3 separate regions of the Sus scrofa genome follow, and all the other regions are linked to region 3. A link is a contact called in public HiChIP or PLAC-seq data. All regions are on one chromosome and are shown on one strand. Each heading gives the region's core, a stretch centred on a gene start, on an enhancer-like site or on the middle of the called end of the contact. The rest is flanking DNA. Distances are from core to core; before and after follow the strand shown. Region 1 overlaps EDARADD (EDAR associated death domain). Region 2 overlaps HEATR1 (HEAT repeat-containing protein 1). Region 3 has its middle 13 kb from the start of GPR137B.

What was found. HiChIP or PLAC-seq counts read pairs in DNA pulled down with a chosen protein or histone mark.
Region 1: a contact with region 3 is called in an H3K27ac HiChIP or PLAC-seq map of alveolar macrophages. The contact joins two enhancer-like sites. A contact is called at or near these places in 1 of 5 promoter capture datasets (liver), 20 of 47 Hi-C or Micro-C datasets (adipose tissue, alveolar macrophages, blood and 12 more) and 2 of 2 datasets of contacts at active chromatin or transcription factors (alveolar macrophages and skeletal muscle).
Region 2: a contact with region 3 is called in an H3K27ac HiChIP or PLAC-seq map of alveolar macrophages. The contact joins two enhancer-like sites. A contact is called at or near these places in 1 of 47 Hi-C or Micro-C datasets (epiblast stem cells) and 1 of 2 datasets of contacts at active chromatin or transcription factors (alveolar macrophages).

What each region holds. Positions count from the first base shown.
Region 1 is chr14:54,926,141-54,928,991 of Sscrofa11.1, reverse strand. It overlaps EDARADD (EDAR associated death domain), which reads left to right. Exons shown (of 6, transcript NM_001243663.1): 6 at 1,319-2,851. The coding sequence ends at 1,701. Among named protein-coding and RNA genes, the nearest start is that of LGALS8, 38 kb to the right of the region's middle. Within about 2 kb of position 1,556, at least 1 of the 83 cell types and tissues checked has an H3K27ac peak or open chromatin away from gene starts, as enhancers often do. A contact at or near this core is called in alveolar macrophages, where this site is marked.
Region 2 is chr14:54,870,027-54,872,865 of Sscrofa11.1, reverse strand. HEATR1 (HEAT repeat-containing protein 1) reads right to left here. Exons shown (of 46, transcript XM_021073757.1): 46 at 1,993-2,839. LGALS8 (galectin 8) reads left to right here. Exons shown (of 9, transcript NM_001142827.1): 9 at 1,032-1,182. The coding sequence ends at 1,181. Among named protein-coding and RNA genes, the nearest start is that of LGALS8, 18 kb to the left of the region's middle. Within about 2 kb of position 1,320, at least 5 of the 83 cell types and tissues checked have an H3K27ac peak or open chromatin away from gene starts, as enhancers often do. A contact at or near this core is called in alveolar macrophages, where this site is marked.
Region 3 is chr14:55,193,200-55,195,997 of Sscrofa11.1, reverse strand. No RefSeq gene overlaps it. Among named protein-coding and RNA genes, the nearest start is that of GPR137B, 13 kb to the right of the region's middle. Within about 2 kb of position 1,282, at least 7 of the 83 cell types and tissues checked have an H3K27ac peak or open chromatin away from gene starts, as enhancers often do. A contact at or near this core is called in alveolar macrophages, where this site is marked.

The sequences.
Region 1 (2,851 bases), core at 307-2,806, 270 kb after region 3:
GAAGTTTCCAAGCCAGTGATCACCAACACAGTCTTTGGCTGTTAATGTTCCTGGTCAGGGGAGACAGGAGGTCCAGTGCTATTGCAGAATCTAGGTCGCTGGGGTTACCATGCTATACAGACTCAGCTGTAGTATAACTAGTTTGCCTCTTCCCTGCTAACTTCTTACCTCTGACCTACTCACCGCTTACCTACCAACTTCATCCTCCTGCTAACATGCCTCCAAGTACTACATCGAGGCCCAAGATGGCTGATGGGGAAGGGAGCCCTCCTTCCACGCTGGAGCTGCTCTTCTAGGCAAGGCTGAGCCCAAGCCACCTGCTGGCCCAGCCCAGCTCACACACCTCAGGGCGCTGGCTCCACTTCAAAGGCAGCCCCACTAGGTGAGGAAAACACAGATAAAGGCAAAGTGATGATAAGATGGCCCTAAATTTAAAAAGTAAGTGTTCTGGCATTATCAGTTATCACTCATTTTCAAATACACATATGGAGTAGAGTGGATATTCCAGTTTTTAGGGTGTGTATTTTTTTTTTAAGAGACCCTTCAAAGACTTGTGCAAATCCTTTACACCCTAACAGGCTGCGCTTGGCATTAAAAAGCTGTCAGGGCTGACTTGTGACTTGGAAGGGGTAAAGGTTGAGGTGCGGGTAAGGATGCACGGCTTTCTCATGGGACGGCGGTGTCTGACACCCTCCCTGCTGCCTGGCCATCTGCCCCCGGAGCCCTCGTTCTGGCAGCAGTTTCACAGTCTCACATCCCCACAGCACAGGACATAGAGTCTCAGAAAGGAAGGAAAACTGGCTTTGTAAAATCTGGCCACAGCTTTCAGCAAAGCAACTGCCCTTGGCCATCAAGAACACAGGACATTGTGGCTCAGCAGTAGCAAACCCAACTAGTATCCATGAGATCGCCAGTTTGGTCCCTGGCCCCGCCCAATCGGTTAAGGATCTGACGTTGCCGTGAGCTGCAGTGTAGGTTGCAGATGTAGCTGGGATCTGGCGCTGTGGCTGTGATGTAGGTGATGTAGGTCGGTGGCTACAGCTCCAATTTGACCCCTAGCCTGGGAACCTCCATATGCCGCAGTGTGGTTGTAAAACAAAACAAAACAGGACAAGAACAGCATGTTATTGGTGCGTATGTAGAAATGAATATTGCGTGTAGTCCTCTGTGAGATACCCACCGACACTGACGCTGCTTACCCTTCAGCGGGAAAGTAAAGGATGGAAGAGATGAACACACACACACACACACACACACACACACACACACGTCTTGGGCCTGTTGCTGACACAGTGGGCTGTGTCCTTTGTTCCTGCAGATCTAAGCAAGGTCGAGCCCTGCGCCAAGAAGTGTACCTGTTCCTCCTGCTCGCTCCGGGCCCCTACCATCAGCGACTTGCTCAACGACCAGGACTTACTAGACGTGATCAGGATAAAGCTGGATCCCTGTCACCCGACGGTCAAAAACTGGAGGAATTTTGCAAGCAAGTGGGGCATGCCCTACGATGAACTGTGCTTCCTGGAGCAGCGGCCGCAGAGCCCCACCCTGGAGTTCCTGCTCCGGAACAGCCAGAGGACGGTGGGCCAGCTCATGGAGCTCTGCAGGCTCTACCACAGGGCCGACGTGGAGAAGGTCCTGCGCAGGTGGGTGGACGAGGAGTGGCCCAAGAGGAGCCGTGAAGACCACCCCCGGAACGTCTAGACCCCGGCTCCTTCTTGTTGGCCTCCCCGGACTTTGAAACAAGCCCAGGTTAAGGAGTGACTTGAATCTGTTCTTTTTTAAGTTTAGGGTGAGCATGTGGAACAGTGGACCTTGGTTTTCCCCACACCTGGTGCTTTTGTGGAGGGATGGGGTGTGTTCTGGGTGGCGGATTTTCCTTTAGTGTTGCACATGTTTTAATTTAATATTTGAATCTGAAACTGGGGACAGGGTGCGGTAGGCTCCTTATAGGGACCGGGGCCAAAGCTACCGTCACTTGGATTCATGCCGGGGTGAAAATAAAAGTTTCCTCTCCCTTAAATCCTGAAGGTTGCCGTCGGAGCTAAGATTGTGGATGGCCTCAACCAGTCACCATCCACAAGATCCTTTATGATCCATGGCCCTCCCACTGGCTTAGAAGAAAGCAACAGAAAGAAGTTACCCTTTTGTCTGTTACTTTTTTGGCTGTAAAGGACTAGGTGGATTCACAAGCTGTTGGCATTGTGTGGCAATACCCTCCAGAACACGTGTGCCGTCCTCCTTATGCAAACCCTTGTGTAAGCTGTGCACCGGCAGAGATGTCTGCTTGAGTGTTTTGGAAAGAAATATGAAAACGGATGGATGTTGGGAGGAGAGTCAGGGATTTCGCAGGGTCGTGGGGACCACGGTGGGGGGAGGTGATGGAGGACACAGGAGGCTCTTTTGGTACCCACTGCTTTTAAAAAATTAATGTGCACTTTTACATCTTTTTATATCAGGCCAAATGTTTCATCCCAAGAGGAAGCTCGGTTCAGAAAGAAATAGAAATTACCTGGCCAGTGGGTGAACTGTAACTCCCTCTGGTACCCACTACCCCAGCTTAAAACAGAACCCTGTAACACTACACAGCCCTTTACCCAAGACTCAGAAATCTTTTAACGGTGATGCTAGGAGGAAAGCTATGCATTAAAAATCAAAATTTGGATTTTAAACTGAATGAGAAATTGGGTCCAAAGAACAACCAGTGTTCTTATTTGATGGTTGACTGTGGAGAGCGTGGGAGATGGGAGAGTTTGCTGTAGGGGAGATGGGTTGTTTTGGGGGTCAAAAAGAGAGAAGCCTTGGTTTACTTCAGAATTTTGTAAAGGTGCCGTTTGGTTTTGGCTTTGGGTGT
Region 2 (2,839 bases), core at 71-2,570, 320 kb after region 3:
GCTGTGGTGGGCCTATCACCCTGTGATGGATTCTCTCCCAGTTCTCCATGTAGCCCTAGAGCCTTTAACTTGTGTCAGCTGTCACTGTTATCCATGGAATGTCCTCCTCTTCCTGAGCCCTCCCCAGCGGCCAGCCCCACCAGTCCTGTCAAAAGAGAAGAGACACTTGCTTTGCTACTTCACAGATTCAGATTTTGTGCCTCAGCCTGGCCTCTGGGGAGGGGGCCAGGTTGGAGGAGGCAGTGCTCCCCCGACCCCACTCCGTGGAAGCCACAGTGGAGGTGGGGAGCAGTCATGCCCACCCACTGGCCTTTCCACTGAGGGTGGAAACAGGTGGCACCTTGGTGGCCAGACTGGAAGTTTGAGGTTTAGGTGTACGAGTGATGGAAGAGGAAGCGGTTTCTTCTGTGAACTGACATCAGTGATGAACCTCGGCCAGCAGGCTAGCAGGCTAGCTGCCCATGGATTTTTACAGCGCTGGGCTTTGAAGAGCTTTTGAGAAAGAGACAAGATGTGCTGAGCCGGGTGGGAGGCCGTGGTACAGTCCCTGGCAGATGCCTGCAAGTTTGGAAGCTTCGTATTGTCTGAGCGCCCGAGGCCCTAGAGTTTGAGGCCACAAAGTCTGGACCCAGGTCCCCTGGTTCTCAGCCTTTCAGTGGGAACGAGCTCCCCTGTGAATGAGAATCACGATGCTGGCCACTTTCTCATCTATGGAGTTCCCAAATGTCGCTGAGGGGGGCAACTCTCTACTTTCCCAGGAGCAGGGGGCAGGAGAGGGTGCAGAAAGGTCAGCAGGCCCTGGGGACAGTGTGAGGTTCCATGCCTGTAAGAGTCACTTCCCTGAGTGGGACAAGGCAGCAATTAACCAGATACACTTTGGGTCAGGTTAGGGTCTGAGAGCTCTCGGCAGGGAAGTTTGCAGGATTAGGCTGTGAGTCAAGCAAATGGTCTTACCCCTCTATTTGTGTGCAGGAAACAAAAACCTTGAAACCCAGGGCAAACACTAATGTGTGTATTATGCTTCCTTGCAGATGATAATTTATTGTGATGTTAGAGAGTTCAAGGTTGCAATAAATGGTGTACATAGCCTGGAGTACAAACACAGATTCAGAGAGCTCAGTAATATTGACACGCTGGAGATCGATGGCGACATCCACTTACTGGAAGTAAGAAACTGGTAGCTGGCACGACTGCTGCTAAAACTGAAATACAGAATGACTTCGTAACACTGGCCTTGTTACAGTGCATCTCACTACCACCACACGGCTTCTGTATATTGTTAGAACAAGCTTGCAAAATCATAACCGAGTCCTCCCGGTATCCTCAGTCCTCACCATGCAGTGTGGCTCTGTCTAGTGCAGAATGAGGAAATGGGAAGCAACAGCTTACAGTCATTATTATAACAGGCCTTTCTGCTCTTCCCCCCCCCCCCCCCCCCGCCACCCTGGCCTCTCTTTAAACCCACTTCACATTCAAGTATTTACTAAGTGCCTCCTGTGACACAGCAGCCGCCCTGCATTGAGCACTAATCTTTCACCAGCTGGGGACAGACAGCGGTGCATGAAACCTCTCTGTTTTGTTCCGTTGAGCTCAGAACCTTCTGTGCTTTGCCACTGCTCCACCATTTTATTTCAGGTACTACACCATCTCACCAGGGACTTCAAAGGACACTAATTTATAGGTGACACTACTTCTCTTCCAGTGCTGGCTCTCAACCCAGGGTTCCAGGAGATCCCGTAACTCAAAGGATTGACAGTGACTTAAATCTGGCGATTTTCATTAGCATAATAAATATCTAGCTCTACTAGCTGTAAGTATTACCAAGTAATTAACAAAAATTAAGGCAAAAAAACAAAGCAAAACCAAACCAAATTGTGTGGAGATGAACCACAGTGGTGTTGATGTCAATCTCGAGGCCACTGGTTTCTGTACCAGTAAATGGTTGCTTTAGAATGTTGGTTGAATCAAAGTTCGGCACATACGCTACAAAAAGTACGGTAGATGCAGGATGAATTTAATTTGTAGAATGTTTGCGGGTAACACAGCAATGTCAAGATTAGATTTAATGACTTTATAAAACGGGCCCTATCAGAAGGTAAAATATACCAGCTGAGACCAGCAAAGCAGAAGCAGCGTAAACGCCTGCTGCTGTCGACTGCATGCGACCCAGCACTGCCTCTGCTCTTCTAAAGACGAGTCCATCGTCCTCAGGGACTGAGATCAAAACACTGTTTTAAGTGATTAAAATCAAACCTGTATCAGCAAGTTAAGTTGTCGCATTTCTGTGATTTTTTTCTATTATTCTTTGAAGTGAGTTGGCAGAAGTTCTTTGTAGAATTCTTACAGGTCAGATCTTGTTACAGGAAATTGCAGAAGCTCAGTCAGATCATTTTATCGTATTAAAGTGTGCTAGGCTGAATTCTGCCAGGATTTGGGAATATTTTCCTAAGTTTTGGGCTAGGTTTATTTGTATCCCCATATTGCAAAAAATATTGTTACCAATCTTACTTTTAAACAGTACTCAGTGTAGAAAACAATTCTTTTCATGTTAATTTATTATGCTGAGTCTTGCCAAACTAAAAAAACAAAAAACAAAACAAAACTCAAACCACCATCCCCATTGGTAGAGGAGGGGATGTTGGGAGGGTTGTAAAAGGCAAGAAGGGTCTAGAATTCCCCACGGTTATTTTTCATCTTCAGAGAAGATCATCAGAGGGCCCAGCAGACTGTGGAAACTGTAGACCATCTTAGGAAAAAACAAAAGCCCCACTTACCTTGTTTCCTCTGAGTCTTAAACATAATTTCATTTTCATTTTACATGGATGATACTAAGAAGTCA
Region 3 (2,798 bases), core at 33-2,532:
CTCTGTGCCGGCCCCACCTCTGCCAGCCCAGGGCTTGGACGACTCCTCCGCTCACCTTGTTGTGCTTAAGGTAATGGAGATGGTTCCAACATTTGCAGCTCAGAGGATCCTGACAAATAGTCTCTAAAGAGTAAGATCTTCACTCAGTGGTACCTGGTCCATGGCTGCTGGCTCTCTCTCCCTGCGGCCCCCATGGTTTGGGGTGTGTTCCAGAGGCCCAGGACCTCTCTCACCCCTGGGGGCCCCAGACAGTCTCCCACCAGAGCCACCACTGTCCCCAAGCCTCCCCGCCAGTGACACAGCTCAGATTCTCTACCAGAGGTTGCGCCTCCCTCTGCCTGGGCTCCCCCTGTCAGATGTCCCCATGTCTGGGGCTCCTCGAGACCCAGGTCTCTGTCATGTTGCATCAGCATCTCTGGGGACATCCGTGGTCTGTCCCTCACTCCCTGAGTTGAGTTCGGTCATGTTCACAGGTGGCAGCATCGAGATATCCTCACAGCCTCTATTGCAGCATCACGTGGGATCCCGACCCAGACCGAATCCAGAACAGCACTGTGGTTAAACCCCTCTGCAGGGCGGTCACTGAAGCAGCTTTATCGAAGTGGAACAGAGCTGGTGCCCTGGGCTTGCCACCCTCACTGAGCTGACCAGAGGGCAGTGCCTGGCTGCACATCAAAGGACAGGCGGACGTGATGGGTCATAAAGCCACCAGCTCCAAAGGCCACCGCTGGGGCCACAGAGCCCATGGAATGGGCTGTCGTGGTCTCACCCTGAGCCAGTGGGGGTGGGTCATCCCCGTGATCTCTGGGCAGCAATGCGTGTGGCTCAGGGCTAAATATGGGACTTCCCCGGCTGGCTCTGCCCTAGGTGTGCTGTGCACCTTTAGGGAAGGCCCCTAGCCTCTCTGAACCTTGCATCACTCATTAGAACAATGTTATCTGTTAATGGGGGATGGGCTTAGGAATGAATGAAATACTAGGCATGAAAGTGTTTTATTCAAACATCTTTAAAATGATTGTGGTTGTTGGTTTGCTTGTCTGGTTTTCCTTCAGTCTATTTCCATCCTTGGCCCTCCCCACCCCCACCGCCTCATGTTCTGACCTCCTGGGGATGATCCTTAACCTGCCTGCTGTCTGTGCTCATGGCCAACACACCCTGTAATAGCTGTGCTCTCCATTTAGCTGTTGGCCAAGCTTTTCTCCTGCTGTTCACACTCCTAGTTTCTGCTGGTCTCTTGAGCCTCCCTAAGTCGATACATTCACTTCTCCTTCCGTTTTAACCTCGTGACCCTCAGTCCCGGAGCTGGGGAATGACACAGCTCCCAAGTGTCTGCTCATGTCAGGGCCACCTGCAGCTGAGTCACGTTTGTTGTAACAGGGAACCAGATAAGAGGAGATGGACAGGCTAGCACAACCCCTTCACCACTGATATGAAGACAGCTCCCAGGCCACTATACCCATTGGGGAATCGTCAGCATGGGCGCCTATTGCCACTCCCAATGGCTGGGCTCTTCCAGATCCAGGGCTAAGAGCTCCTGTGCATTATTTTATTTTGGGTTCACACTAGCCCTAGGAGGGTGATCACTTAGTGTGGACAGGAAGAGCCATCCCTATCCGCAAGGCTATATCTAAATCAGTGAGACACAGGAGTTCCCATTGTGGCTCAGTAGAAACAAACCCGAATAGCATCCATGAGGACTCAGGTTTGACCCCTGATCTTAGTGGGTTAAGGATCTGCTGTTGCTGTGAGCTGCGGTGTAAGTCTCAGATGTGGCTCGGATCTGGCATTGCTATGAATGTAGTGTAGGCTGGCAGCTGCAGCTCTGATTTGACCCTTAGCCTGGGAACTTCCATATGCCACAGGTGCAGCCCTAAAAAGGCAAAAACAAACAAAAAAACCCCAAAAAACTAAATCAATGAGGCACAGCCCTTATCCACCCCAGATGGAGCCCAGACCGACCCATCCCTTGCCCCAGCAGCTGAGCACCGGGCATGCAGTGACCTGCCTCCTGCTCTGGGGCCCCATGTCTCCAGCTCGCTGCTGGGAGAGGGTTCAGGCTGCATGCCCTGAGCGGGTTGGGGGGCTCTGACTGCCCTGCCATGGGCATCACAGCTTGATTGTCGAGCTTGCAAAGCAGAAGGCTGGCAGTGCTCCTGAGGCCCAGACTTGCTGAGTCAGCACTTGTTGGTCAGGCCAAGGCTGCTGTGGCCACGGTGTGGCTTTGTGCTCTTGTTGTGGGCAAAGGGGAATAGATGTTCACCTACCCACAGGCTCCCTCAAGCTGCATCTCAGCACCTATGACTTTCCTTCTCCCCAGCTCACCTGAGCCCCTTTCCTGGGCTTTCCCCTTCCTTCCTTTTATTGGTGCTACAATGAACTGAATAGTGTCCCCCCAAATTCAAAGTGGAGGTCCTACCCCTCAGTGTGTGTGCTAGTACTTGGTGGTGGGGCCTTTGGGAGATAATCCAGTTTGTTTGTTTATTTATTTATTCATTGTCTTTTTAGGGCTGCAGGATGTGGAGGTTCCCAGGTTAGGGGCCTAATCAGAGCTGTAGCCAATGGCCTACACCAGAGCCACAGCAACGCTGGATCCTTAAGCCACTGAGGGAGGCCAGTGATGGAACCCACAACCTCATGGTTCCTAGTAGGATTTGTTAACCACTGAGCCACGATGGGAACTCCATATTTTTATTTATTTATTTGTTTGTTTATTTTCCCTTTTAGAGCTGCACCCTTGGTGTGTGGAAGTTCCGAGGTTAGGGGTTGAATTGGAGCTGCAGCTGCAGGCCTATGCCACA